Regions from separate parts of the Gossypium arboreum genome. Here region 1 is linked to region 2. The links are chromatin contacts, called in public Hi-C maps. All regions are on one chromosome and are shown on one strand. The core of a region is the stretch at or near the end of the contact, and the rest is flanking DNA. Distances in the headings are between cores, read along the strand shown. Region 1 overlaps LOC128280733 (a long non-coding RNA gene). Region 2 holds the start of LOC108454919 (pentatricopeptide repeat-containing protein At1g62930, chloroplastic-like).

Region 1 (6,355 bases), core at 549-3,048, 200 kb before region 2:
GTGTCAATCAGATCAACAAGAATCTCACACCCTTCGTCTTTCGATTCGGTAGACTTTTTTTTGTTTCAAACTTGGTTATATGTGGCATGTACATAGGAGTGTCAATGGTTGTAATGTTAAGTATGTTTATGGTATAAATAAAGTTTTAAGCACATATGGTAACTTATGAATGTGATTAAAGGTTGTGTTCACAACTTTGACACATTGTAATGCAACATGAATGATTAAGCAAAAATGGTTTTGTGCATATGAACTAATTTGTAGTATGAATTGTATAATGTTATGGAATTGTTTTTAATGATCATGTTCATTTTTAAGATTTGGTGTCAAATGTGGCATATTGGTTAAATGATTAGGGAAATGTTATATGGCATGTTTTGGCATGGTATTGACATGTTTTGGAAATGTTTTAAATGTTGTCAAAGGCATACATAGGCATACTTGGTAAGTCGATTTGAAACAATATCAAATGGACATATTTTGGCCAAAACAGGTTTCTCATCCCGACGTCGAGCTTCTCTCGTAACAACATCGACCAACAGCCTGTGACGTCCTAATGTCAAGTGGTCCGTATCGTGACGTGACAGAATTTTGGTGCCGTCACGACGTGGGGAATGCCTCATCACGACATTGGCCCTATATTTTTTTCAAACTTTATAATTTGATCCTTGTTCAATCCCGAATCAACTTTAGAGCTCACGTAAGCTCATGTTTGGCTTGAAAAAGGTTTAAATTTTCTCTAAATGACTTATATTATGATTGATATTTATTTTTTATTTGAATTATCCATTAAAGGTCTGTGACTGTTCTATTTGTACTATAGTATTTTGTAGCTCAAGCCCGGCGACCGGGACGGACTAGGGGCGTTACATCCTGAACCAAGACTTGTCTGATATCAACTCATCTATCCTAATACAAAATAGATATCTAGACGTGTTCATAACACCACATACATGAGACTTCCTACTGCAGAAACATAAGGAACCTTTCTCATATGCTCTTTTCCTTCTACTGTCTTAGAATAGTTCTCTAAAAAAAGATGAAAGCTCATCAGTACACCATTCCTATTACTAAAATATATATTATATTCTATAAGGATAAATATCAAAACTCTACATGAACTTTGATCCAATGTGCAATTATTCACATTACACTTTGACTTTGGTTCAAATATATACATATAAATTTGATTTAATTGTACACATTTAAAGAAATAAATACAACAATTTATTTTATATTTGATAAGTATAATTATTTGTGTACGTAGTATGTAAAAGTAAAATGATATTAAATCAACAATGATGTTAGTCCTTTATGAAAGTTTAATCAAATCAAAATATCGTGTATAAAATTACACAAAATCAAAGTTAATATATAACAGTTCATATTGAACCAAAACTCGTGTAGTTTTGAAATTTATCCCTATTCTATATATTGTAAATATCCAATTATAAATAAATTTAAAATATTTTACCTACTAAATATACATATGCACATTGAATTAATTTAGGATTACATTGTTGCATACAAATTTATTCAAAGGTTTAGCTTATATATATTGAACCAAAACTCATGTGTAGTTGGATGAGGTTGACAAAGTGGTTTGCAGCTCCGACTACTGGATCAAAATAAATATTTAAATTAAATTAAATTAAATTATAAATATTTTTAATGATTTTTAATATATTATAGTTTTCAAAATTATTATAATTTATTATTATTTGAAAATTGTATTGCCAGCAAAAGATGCAAATGAAAACACTACTACTAATTGTTGGGGCATAGTGGATGCAACCCATTGGGCCTCCAACACCCCTGAAGATGAACCCTCAGAAAGGACCTACCACTGCCACATACCTTAATAAGTGGAGCAATCTTGAGAAGTGAAAAAGCTTTAAGAGAAATGCTGTTAAGGCAACTTTGCATTGTTTGAACTGCCTATTCTAATAAAAATACAAAACAACCATTGCTCTTAGCTTTTCTACCCTACCATGATCTTATACAATGTAGATGCAAGAGGAATAAGATGCATAGTGTGGGAGAGAAAGGCAACAAGTGACATTCAATAGATGCAAAAGATGACTATGATAGAGCTATTTTCTCCTTCTATTAGATGATGTCCATTGTTGCTGCAACCTCAGTTCAAGCTTTCAACTTTTCCTTGAAAGTCCCACTAACAATTTTAAGGGTGTAAAAAATTTTGATAATCGTTTTCAATTTTGCTGAGTAAATTTATTTGGTTGCTATTTTAGGTTGGTTGCAAATGTTAGGTAAAACAATTTAATCTGTTTGGATTCTGTTTTGAAAAACTAAATTCAAATTAACCAAATTAACCAACTTTAAATATCTATTATTTTAATATAATTTAAAATATTTAAATCTAACCCATATTGAAATATATTATCCGAGCCTATATCAAAATAAATTCAACACACCCAAATATATTACCTAAACTCAAACACAACATATAAAAAAAACATGGTAATGTTGGTTAAGTCAGATAATTAACTAAAAAAAGTTGGTAAATCGATTAAAATGACCAGAAAAATTAGATTTGGTTTATTCAATTTTATTCATAAAGTGGGTTGATTTTGATTTAAAAAAAAAAATTGAAGCTAATTAAGTTGATTTTTGAATTTTTTTTGAACCAAACCAATAAAATTGAGCGGTTGCTCACCTCTAACAAATTTGATATTGTTTTACAAATAATTTTTTTTTGAAAGTTTTGAAAAAAAAATATTTTTAATAAAAAATAGTATATTAAAAAACCTAACGAGCACTTATATTATGGATAAATTATACAAATGGTCACCCAACTATGCTCACATTCTTATTTTAGTCACCTAATTTTAAAAATTTTCAATTTAAGCACTAAAATTTCTATTCGTGGCCATTAAATTGATAACATAAATAATGGTGTGACCTTTTTCCAACTGGTATAATAACATATTTAGTCCTCAATACTTTCATATTCTATCAATTTGATTCAAATCTAAATAATTCAATAAATCAAACCATTCACATTTACAAGTTCTATTAATTTGATCCCCAAACTTCCTGACCAAAACTTTTAGCATTTAAAACTGACGCATTCCACATTTATAAATTTGTAAAAGAAAAAAAAAATTCTCTGCAAATATAACATACTTGTAATATAAATATTTTTGAGGAATAAATATAAATGTTATATTTATACAATAAATATACAATTTATTAAACCATATTGAAAACCATATAAATATATAACATTTAAATATAATTATAAAATAAAAATATATTAATATAAGGAAAGAATTATACTAGAATTGTTCAAATATTGAATTTTGACACTTTTCTATAATTATTTATATAATTAATCTTTTAAAAATTAAAATGTTAAATTGTTCAATATAATTATATTTGTCAAATATAAATTATTTTAAACGATCAAATAGATTTAGAATATTATTTTTATTAATACTTGATTATATCAACCCTATCATGTATGTGAATGAAATTTTTGAGTAATGGTTGAAGTTTTTCTACCTTAAAGATTTAAAGTTAAAACTTTAATATTGTATTTTTAAGTAAATTATTTTAAAGATTTTATAAAAATATTAAAACACATAAAAACTTTTATAATAATAATTGTTGTTTATTAAAATAATATTTTAAACTTGATCTAATTAAATTGGTGCCCGGTTAACTTATGACCTAATTTCATTCAAGAGCTTTATATACTGTATAGATATATTCAAAAGTTTAAAGTTTTTACATAAAACAAATAATGCAATATTCTAGTTTTATTCAAAACTTGACAAAACATGATTTATATAAATAAAATAAAATAAAATAAAAGTGACGATTGAATTGTTAAAATATTAATGATACAACTAATCATAAAAATATGTAAGATTATTTTAAATTTATATTAATATATTTATTACAAAATATAAATAAAAAAAATTATGGACACATGTGGCTCTCAAATTAAAATAGCCTCTTTCAGTCAAGCCTTATGGTGGGTTTGTATGGGTGGTGGGGTGTAGTTCGTTTAACTTACTTTTTGTCTCACGCTATAGTATATAATCTCACCATTATCGTTGTTTTACACTAACCACGTGTAAATATACTGCCCATCCAAACCCACCATTAAACTCCTACGTGTTAATTATGGTACACACCCAATTTCTCCCTTTCCTATATGTAATAACGTAAATATATGAATATTTCAAATAATTTTAATGTAATATAAAATATTTTACATGTGACCATGACAACAAAAACTTAAAACATAATTTTTATATTATATTTAGCAATTAGAGATTTGTTTTTTTTAAGTTTTACAAATTGATAGAATTTGTAAATGTAAAAGATTAAATTTATTAAATTATTTAGAATTATGATCAAATTTATAGAACATGAGAATTAAATGTGTTATTATACTAATTAGAAAAAATCAAATCATTAATTTCGTTATCAATTTAACGATAAATGATTAAAATAAAAATAAATATAAAATTTAGAGCTTAAAAATCCGTTGAATTTATTCATAAAATCGACCGATTTCAATTTCTAAAAAATAAAGCTAAATTTTTCGAATTTGTTTTTAATCCAACGGACAGATTTATTCCTCTACAAAGATAAAATTTTTAAATAATTTTTTGGAAAGTTTTGAAATATATATATTAATAAAAAAATAAAATATTAAAAAAACCTAAGGAGCATTTGTATTATTTGGTCCTCGGTGGATGTGAGAGTGAGTTGGCAAAAACATTTAAAGTCGACAACATTGATAACTTAACCTCCAATCAAAACGCATTCATTTGCCTACGTGGCATTTTCAACTATGCTGTTCCCAGTCACGCACCCCATGAGCTTCAAGTTATAGATTTTGGACCTAATCTGATCTGATCTGGTCCCACTTTAAAATTACGAACCCCTTATCATACGCCACGTGTCCATTACTGTAAACAAAATAATTGTATTTTGTTGTTTATATCAGAATTTCTTTTTCCTTCTAAAAATTCTCTCGTGCCTCTGTCATTTCACTCTACTTTCTTCTCTCACAGTTTCTAAAATAAACCCGAACAGCTTAAACTTTTCTCAGGAATCAATCAACCCCTCCCCCCCCCCCTCTTTTTTTCCTCTTTGATTACTGCTTTTCATTTCTGGGTTTGTTTTCTTTTTTTTTCTTTTGCTGCTCAATTCTCTTTGCTTGTTAGCTTTTCTTCAAACTTAAAAAAAAAAAAAAACAGAGGAAAGAAGTTTTTTCTTTTTTGTAGTTTTTCTTAGTTTTTAAACATGGGTTTTCAATTTTTTATAGAAAGATTTGTTCTTTTGCATGGAAAAGCTTTTCCAAATAAATCATGAGTCAAATAGATTATCTTAAGCTTCATTCCTCTGTTTTTACTCTTTTTAAGGACATGGAATAGTATATATTAATAATATATAATTAAATAGTCAATTAATACTTTATTTGTAGTTAATAGAAATCTGGGCTTGTTTTTTTATTGGCTTTCAGGGCATCTATCAGCTTAGCAATGAACCACTGTAGTTCAGATTGGAATTTTGATTCTGATCTTCCAATCTCCAATCAAAAAAATCTCTTGGGGTCTGCATATTAACTTTTTTGGATTTGCTTTTTGAATCTTTTTTGGGTCTGTTAAAATTATCTAATCATTTTATTTGTTTGGCCAAATTTGCAGTCAAGATAATGAACTAGAAGAGCTTTTATGGCAGAATGGGAAGGTAGTTTTGCAAAGCCAAACTCATAAGAAACAAGATGATGAAACAGTCTCATGGATCCAAAACCCTTTTGAGGAATCATTTGAGAAAGAGATGTTTTCCAACTTTTTCTCTGAATTTCCAGCTTATGATCCCATGGATCACCAACATGAACAACAAGAGGATGATAAAAGTTTAAAACATAAGAACAATTTGATGCAAAGAGAAGTTAATGAACTTTCAGGAATGGCAATTGGGTCAAGCCATTGTGGAAGCAATCAAGTTCGAAATGATGGAGATCTTAGCAGAGGATCAAGCAATGGAATTGGAACTACATCCACTGGTTTATCTGTAGGGACATCTAAAGATGATGAAGATGATTATAATGGTGGCCAAGTTGAAAATGAGAAAGGAACTTCAGTTGGAGTCACTAGTAGCCAGAAAAGGAAGAACGGAGATGGTAGGGAAGATTATGAGTGTCAAAGTGAGGTAAAAACTTGCAATTTTTTCATTGTTTTGATCTACCTTTATTTGAAAATACATATCATCTAAGATATGAACATGAATTGTCTTATATTTCTTCAGTTTGCTGAAGATAAGCCAGTCCGACGATCTGGGTCTTATCGTCGCCGGAGTCGAGCTGCCGAAG
Region 2 (6,721 bases), core at 2,281-4,780:
ATTGCTCATATTGTAAAAAAACTTTAATTCATTTCCCTATACCAATCAAACCCATAAAAAATATTGCATGTATCATCGAGATATCCTAATAAATCTCTCTAGACCTTAAATCTCGTATTTCATGTGGTAAGTAAGTTGCAGACCATTAGATGATTCTTCTTGAACTACGCAACTCTTTCAAAGTACCAAAAAAACTTGCTTGATTTGTAAAAATACCCTAAATCATTCCCCTAACCCTTATAGACGAACCTTAAATCCTAAATGAATTATTTGTTAAATGATTGTCAAAATGTTTTCCTCAATCATATTCAAGCTTCAATTCATTTTCGGGTTAAAGATTTTGACCAAACTCTACCTTCAACTAAAGGTAACCTAAACTCTTCTAATTCAAATTTCTTTCGTGAGAATGGACTTCTTTAAGTGTTGAAGCATCAATTGGGTGCAAAGACAGCTTATAAACTATTCTTAAATAGGACTAAAGGTTTACGATAGATTCTACTTATGGTTAGTCTAAAAAATTTCTTCATAGCGGAAAAATGTTTCAACACTTTCGGAAGATCATAGACACAAAAATCATTTGAATCATGAGAGCCAAAGTTTCCTTCAATTGAAGTTAGAGTACAAGTGTTTGTAGTGAGAAAAGGTTGGAGGAAAATAATTTGATGAAAGTTTATCAAATGTTTTAATTTAGGTTTAAATTTTAAAGAAATAAGTTAAGACTTGCAACTTGAAAAGTTTCAGCTTAGGGTTAGAACTAAATGATTGAGGTTCAAATCAAGTTAAAGTTCAACCTAGGTTGATGTTTTACCAACCATGTGCACTTCACTCGGAATACTTTGAAATGAAACTTTTTCTCCAAAATGCATCCAAGGATTGGTAAAGTAATAGAAACAAGTCAATTATATTGTTTTTAAGGCCAAAGGTTCATTGGAATAGTCTCATTTAAAATTAATGAACCTAGTTTTTCAAAAAAGATTACATCTTTTTTTCGTAAAGGCCTACATCTGATCTTTAAAGAGGTTGGCCTGTTTTGAGGGTTTTGCTTTTGTGGTTGACATGAGAGGTTGACTGTTGGGCCTCTCTACTTGTGAAGAGACAACTAATTTGTTTCTTTATGTTAGTCGTCTTGTTAGGGTGCCTAAGATTGGGGATTTTAGTTGGCTCATAACTATTCAATAATTTTGTTGCGAGTATTAACTTCTTGCTACTGTTGATAAAGCCATTGCTATATGGATAGTTGCTCTTCTAAGATTTCATTTTTTTTTTTTTTTGCATTTACGTAAACTATTGTGAATTTACATTAGAATTTTGAGAGGTTTGCTCTCTTAGGGTGGAGTAGGGGTAATTTGAGGGAGATGGTGGGTACTAAATTTAGCATCTCATTGGTGGATGTTGGGTGTAACTCACATAATACAAGTAGTGTGGATCATAAGGATTATATGGGATATAATAAAAACTTGGTTGTAGTTGTTCTTGGGGTTGAGGTTCCTAAAAGAAAAGTTGTTGGGCACAAGCTTGCGGTTTATCCTAAGTTGCTAAAGGTTATAGTTAGGTTTTTGGATTTTGTTCTTGTTCATCTCTATTAGCGAGAATACTTAAGTTGGAATGAGCCATGTCTACCCATGCTCACCTTACCAATTATTAAGGGGTGAATGTGGATGGAGATGATGTTGATGATTCACTTAGTAGGTGAAAAGCCGTGTATGAAGTAGAGGCAAATAAAGCATAGAGAGTGGAGGAGTTGAGAGAGAGGTTGGAGAGTGCGAAAAATGATCCCTCCCACTATAAGGTTTGGAGAAATATAAAAGTTGACTTACATAAGCCATATGCCCTCTAATTAGTGGGCTTTTCATTCAATAGTACCCTTATTAAGTCAGTTACATAACCTGACGTGATTGGGTTGCAAGATATGTTAATGACTTGACAACCATATTATCATAATGATTAAGTTATGTATCCTTGGACCCAAGCGAGGCATGTGTTAAGCAAGGTAGTTTCCTTAATAAGGTGACTCTTTGGTTGGGTGAAGTATGTGTAGCATTATCTATATATTATTGTACACATTATATACAACACCTAAGGTCCATTAAGTGGAACTAATGTAGGATTTAAGATCAAAAAAAAAAATCTTTTAATTCTTTCAAGAATAATGCAATGTTTAATTCTTGTCATGGAGAACAAGGAAAAGATTTTTTTTACAAGCTAAAAAAAAATACTTTATTAAACTCTAACATTCATTTTGGTTTATTACTTAAAAATTTTGCCTAATCTTTCATTATTGGTCATTCACAAACCAAGGATGTAAATACTTTTTCATTTCTATCACATGACCAAGAGTACATTGTAAATATATGCTCAAAAGCATACAAGATGATTACACAAGAAGTTCTACAAAGAAAAAGAAAAAAAAAGCCTAAGATATGGAAGATCACCTTTCTAAGTTTAGATAAGTTTTCAAGATTCAAATGAATGAAATTTTGTATTAATTTTGACTAATTGTTTTGGTAAAATAGAAAATTTATCAATATAAGATAAGCATTTATAGTTTAGTTCTAGAGCGATATGGAGGGTTTTATGTTCTCCAATCATTCTTTATTAGAAATTGGATTTTAAACATGTCTAATGATATTGTTTACTTCTAAAAAAAAATGTTAATTTTATGCTTAAGCCGTTATCGATTTTGTATTTCAATAAGAGTGCTAGTATATCAACATGGTTAAAAAATCAATTATATGTGAATGAGGTATTGTTTTTAAAGAATATTGTATTGTGACTTGAGCCTCGGCATACTTCAACTAGATCTTTTGGTTTCCTTCCAAATGGTATATTATAAGTTTAAAACAGAATTCGGTAACTCAAGTTATGGTTAAAATATTAAAACAATGTTGTGTTAAAAATTTCATTCGCAAAAACTTTACCAAAAATGATCTTTATAATCACTTTTCTCCAATTATTCACCTAAATACATATTAAGTCTAAATCATATAATTAATAACTTAGATAACATAATTCAAGAGGAGAAACATAATAAATAAATTGAAATTTATGCATATTATAGAATGTTGTAAAGTAAGGTCTAGAAAAGCCCTAAATAACTCATAGCATTTAACTATTTTTCAATGATTTCTTAATATTAATATTAATTGGTTTCATGATTTCATGGTTGTCAGAATCGAATTGGATCAAATTCCTTGAACGGAGAGTTGACAGTCTGAACATCCACATAAAACTAAAAATTAGACCAACGATTAAGAACAAGTTAAACAGATAAAGATATATGTATATTCCTTCTACCAAAATCATTTTCATTTCTTCTTCAAGCCTTGGATGGACTTGATTACTAAGTCATTTGTTGTAAGAGAAACCTAATTGTAGAGAAAAAGCATTAAAAGAATTAAATATTTGAGAAGAAGATGAAATCAGAACATGTTTTTTTATCGCAATGTTTAAAATAAAAGTTTTTTACTTTTTTTGGTACTCAGAATGAAAACTTATGAAAGTATGGTGACTAATTGTGTAGTTTATCCATTCAATAATAACTAGCCCTAACAAATGATTCCTTAACCAGTCGAAACGGCAAAAGTCGTCCTCCCATTCTCCTCTCTGGCTCTCGTGTACTGTTAATGGTGGTTTCATTTGAAGCTTAGCCCTTTTTCTTTCATTTTTCTGGTTTTCTAGATATGGGTAAGCTCAATTCTTCATTATTTCTTCGTTCATTTGTTACTGGTGGAAGGAATCTTTCCAGTTTGCACTCTTCTTTTTCTTGTTCTTTTAACACCATTGGTACCCACATCGAAGCTTTAAGTAAGAATTCAATGTCTGTAAGGGGAAACCCAAAAAAGTATGACCGCTTCAATAATGTTGATGATGCTTGGACTTTGTTTAATAAGATGATTGAGAAGTACCCAAAGCCTTCAATTTTGGAGTTCACTAAACTATTAGCAGCCATTGTTAGAATGAAACATTATGCCATTGTTGTTTCTATGTTTAGCCGAATGGAATTATTAGGAGTTTCCCATAACGTCTATTCTTTGAACATCTTGATTAATACCTTTTGTCAGTTAAATCAAATTGATTTAGGGTTTTCTGTTTTGGGGAAGATGCTGAAGTTAGGGATTGAACCTGATGTTGTAACTTTGTCTACTTTGATTAATGGATTTTGTAAGCAAAGCAAGATTTCTCAAGCTGTGTGTTTGTTTGATGAAATGGTTGAAAAAGGGTATCATCCTAATTTAATTATTTACAATACAATACTTAATGGATTGTGTAAGACTGGAAATACTGATAGAGCTATTAGGTTTCTAAGGATGATGGAAGAAAGAGGTTTGGAACCAAATATTGTAGCATATAGTACTGTCATTGACTGTCTCTGTAAAAACAGGTTGTTAAATGAGGCTCTCGAGCTCTTTTCTAAAGTGAAGGCTAAGGGCATTAGACCGGATATTGTTATTTACAATTGCTTAATTCATGGTATGTATAATTCAGGTCAGCATATGGAGGCAACAAGGCTTTTGAATGAAATGGTGGATAACAATATTTCACTTAGTATTTTCACCTATACTATATTGGTTGATGCATATTGCAAAGAAGGAACGATTTCTGAAGCTGAAGCTATTGTTGACACAATGAGAAAGCAAGGCATTGAACCTAAAGTTGTTACCTATAATGCATTGATAAATGGCTATTGCTTGCAAAACAAAATGGATAAAGCTAGAAGAGTGCTTCAATTGATGATCAAGAAGGGTTATGCACCTAATATACTTAGTTACAACATCATGATCAATGGATATTGTAAAGCTAAAAGGTTAGACAAAGCAATGGAACTCTTTCATGAAATATCTCAAACGGGACTAATCCCGGATACTGTCACATACAGCACTCTTATGCAAGGTATGTGTCAATTAGGGAGAGTTTCTACGGCATGTGAACTTTTGAAAAAGATGGTTGCTTCTGGACAAGTTCCAGACCTGGTGACCTGTTCAATTTTGCTAGATGGTTTTTGCAAAGGTGGTAAACTCGAAGAGGCATTGAAATTTTTTCAAGCAATGCGGAACAGTGGGGTTGAACTCAATATTGTTTCTTATAGTATCCTAATTGATGGCTTGTGCAAAACTGGGCATATCAAAATTGCAAAGGATTTATTTTGTGAACTCTCAATCAATGGTTTAAAACCAAATGTTTACGCATATGCTATAATGATTAATGGGTTCTGTAAAGAGGGATTGCTAGATGAAGCATACCAGTTGTTTAGGAGCATGGAAGATAATGATTGTTTGCCTAATAACTGCTGTTATAATGTAATGATCCAAGGGTTTTTCCGAAACGGCTATTCCTCAGAGGCAACACAACTTCTTACAGAAATGGTCGGTAAGGGCTTTTCTGCAAATTTATGGACTGCCACCTTATTTGTGGATCTCATCATACGATCTAATAAATCAATTTTGATCTGAAATGTTGTACAACATGTTTCACTCTTCACACGTGATCTTTTTGAGAAGATTTTCTTCTCAGACATTTGAAGTGAGAATATTGTTGACGGTACTGTTTAAAACCCAAAAACTCTTTTTTTTTTTGGGGGGTGAAGGAAATTGTCGAAACTATATCCCCTTTGCAGCTGTAATCGGAGCCTCCACCTTTATTCATTAAGATGGCTGTTTCCTGCCAAGCGGAGCTTGTATTTGCACTGATTAACATACAGCGGGTGAATCCTCAACAGTTCACTGGCAAAAGGCTCGAAGAAAACACTTCACTGCAAAGTGCTGAGGCAAGTGGCTGGTCCCAATCGGCACTTCCAGCTGGTTCCACTTTGAGTCTCTTTCCTTAACATGCTTATGACTTGGCACAGTATTGCTTAGGGATGTATTAAGAAAACATTACTTCTAATGTATAGTGAGTTTTTGAGAAAATAGTTAGCATTAACCTTTTGGTGCTACATCTATGCAAGTTTTGCTTTCCGGATTAAGCTCGTTTGGTTGCCAATGTTGTGCTCTTCTGCCAAGCCTCTGTCTGCTGCTAACAGCATAACATAAGGTAATTCCTATTTAAAGCTAAGTGAATTGGATTCATATTTGTGATATCTAGATCTTTGATTCGACAAAAGGAAATGTTGTGCGTCGATTCAATTGCCTGCCTTCATGTACAACATTCAGGTCTAAATTATGGTAAAGAAGGAATGTGTCTCTGTTTCTCCTTGTTGTGTAATGTACCCAGTTCGTGGTTAAAAAAAAAAAAAGGCTGGCGTATCAGATGGGTCGTTCAACTGAATGTTCCTTATTAGCAATTCACCAATTTGGTTCAGTTCCCAACTATTAATACGTTTCCAAGTCCTTCGTATTACTATTTTCTTTTGCTTTGATAATTGGCAGCGAGGGAGGGAATCGGAGTTATGGTCCTAATATTCTTCCTTGAATCATGCAGCTGGCTGTGAACCCAATTCTCTCCGTCCTCCTATCACCCTTCACCGGATTTGGTATTGCAATTAGTACCAGTTCTCTTCTTGTGGAATACCTCAGATGGAGAATAAGAAGACAAACACAACCACAACCACGATGATGGAACTGTGCTTGCAGAACTGACCAGCAAAGGCAACCACAAGACCGACGGCCAAGGCAGTAAGAAAGCATTACAATTCATTTTTGTCTTAATTTTCAGTTTGCATAATATTTCTTTTAATTTCAAAAACAAATAAAACTCAAATATTTCAAGATAAGCTAAAATCGAA

Evidence for each region. Hi-C and Micro-C count contacts between places; a contact is called where the count stands out from the background.
Region 1: a Hi-C map of leaf shows a contact between it and region 2, with 2.0 times the contacts expected there. The contact joins the enhancer-like site here to the promoter of LOC108454919 in region 2. A contact is called at or near these places in 2 of 5 Hi-C or Micro-C datasets (both in leaf).

What each region holds. Positions count from the first base shown.
Region 1 is chr9:1,492,059-1,498,413 of ASM2569848v2, reverse strand. The region is part of intron 1 of LOC128280733 (a long non-coding RNA gene); the gene reads left to right. It overlaps LOC108455997 (transcription factor PIF4-like), which reads left to right and starts at 5,014. Exons shown (of 9, transcript XM_053019039.1): 1 at 5,014-5,154; 2 at 5,504-5,593; 3 at 5,688-6,195; 4 at 6,292-6,355. The coding sequence starts at 5,523. Within about 2 kb of position 1,798, at least 1 of the 2 cell types and tissues checked has an H3K27ac peak or open chromatin away from gene starts, as enhancers often do. A contact at or near this core is called in leaf, where this site is marked.
Region 2 is chr9:1,294,628-1,301,348 of ASM2569848v2, reverse strand. It overlaps LOC108454919 (pentatricopeptide repeat-containing protein At1g62930, chloroplastic-like), which reads left to right and starts at 3,530. Exons shown (of 2, transcript XM_017753552.2): 1 at 3,530-3,684; 2 at 4,486-5,452. The coding sequence starts at 3,681. The coding sequence ends at 5,450. LOC128280805 (a long non-coding RNA gene) reads left to right here and starts at 5,580. Exons shown (of 2, transcript XR_008270968.1): 1 at 5,580-6,030; 2 at 6,418-6,716.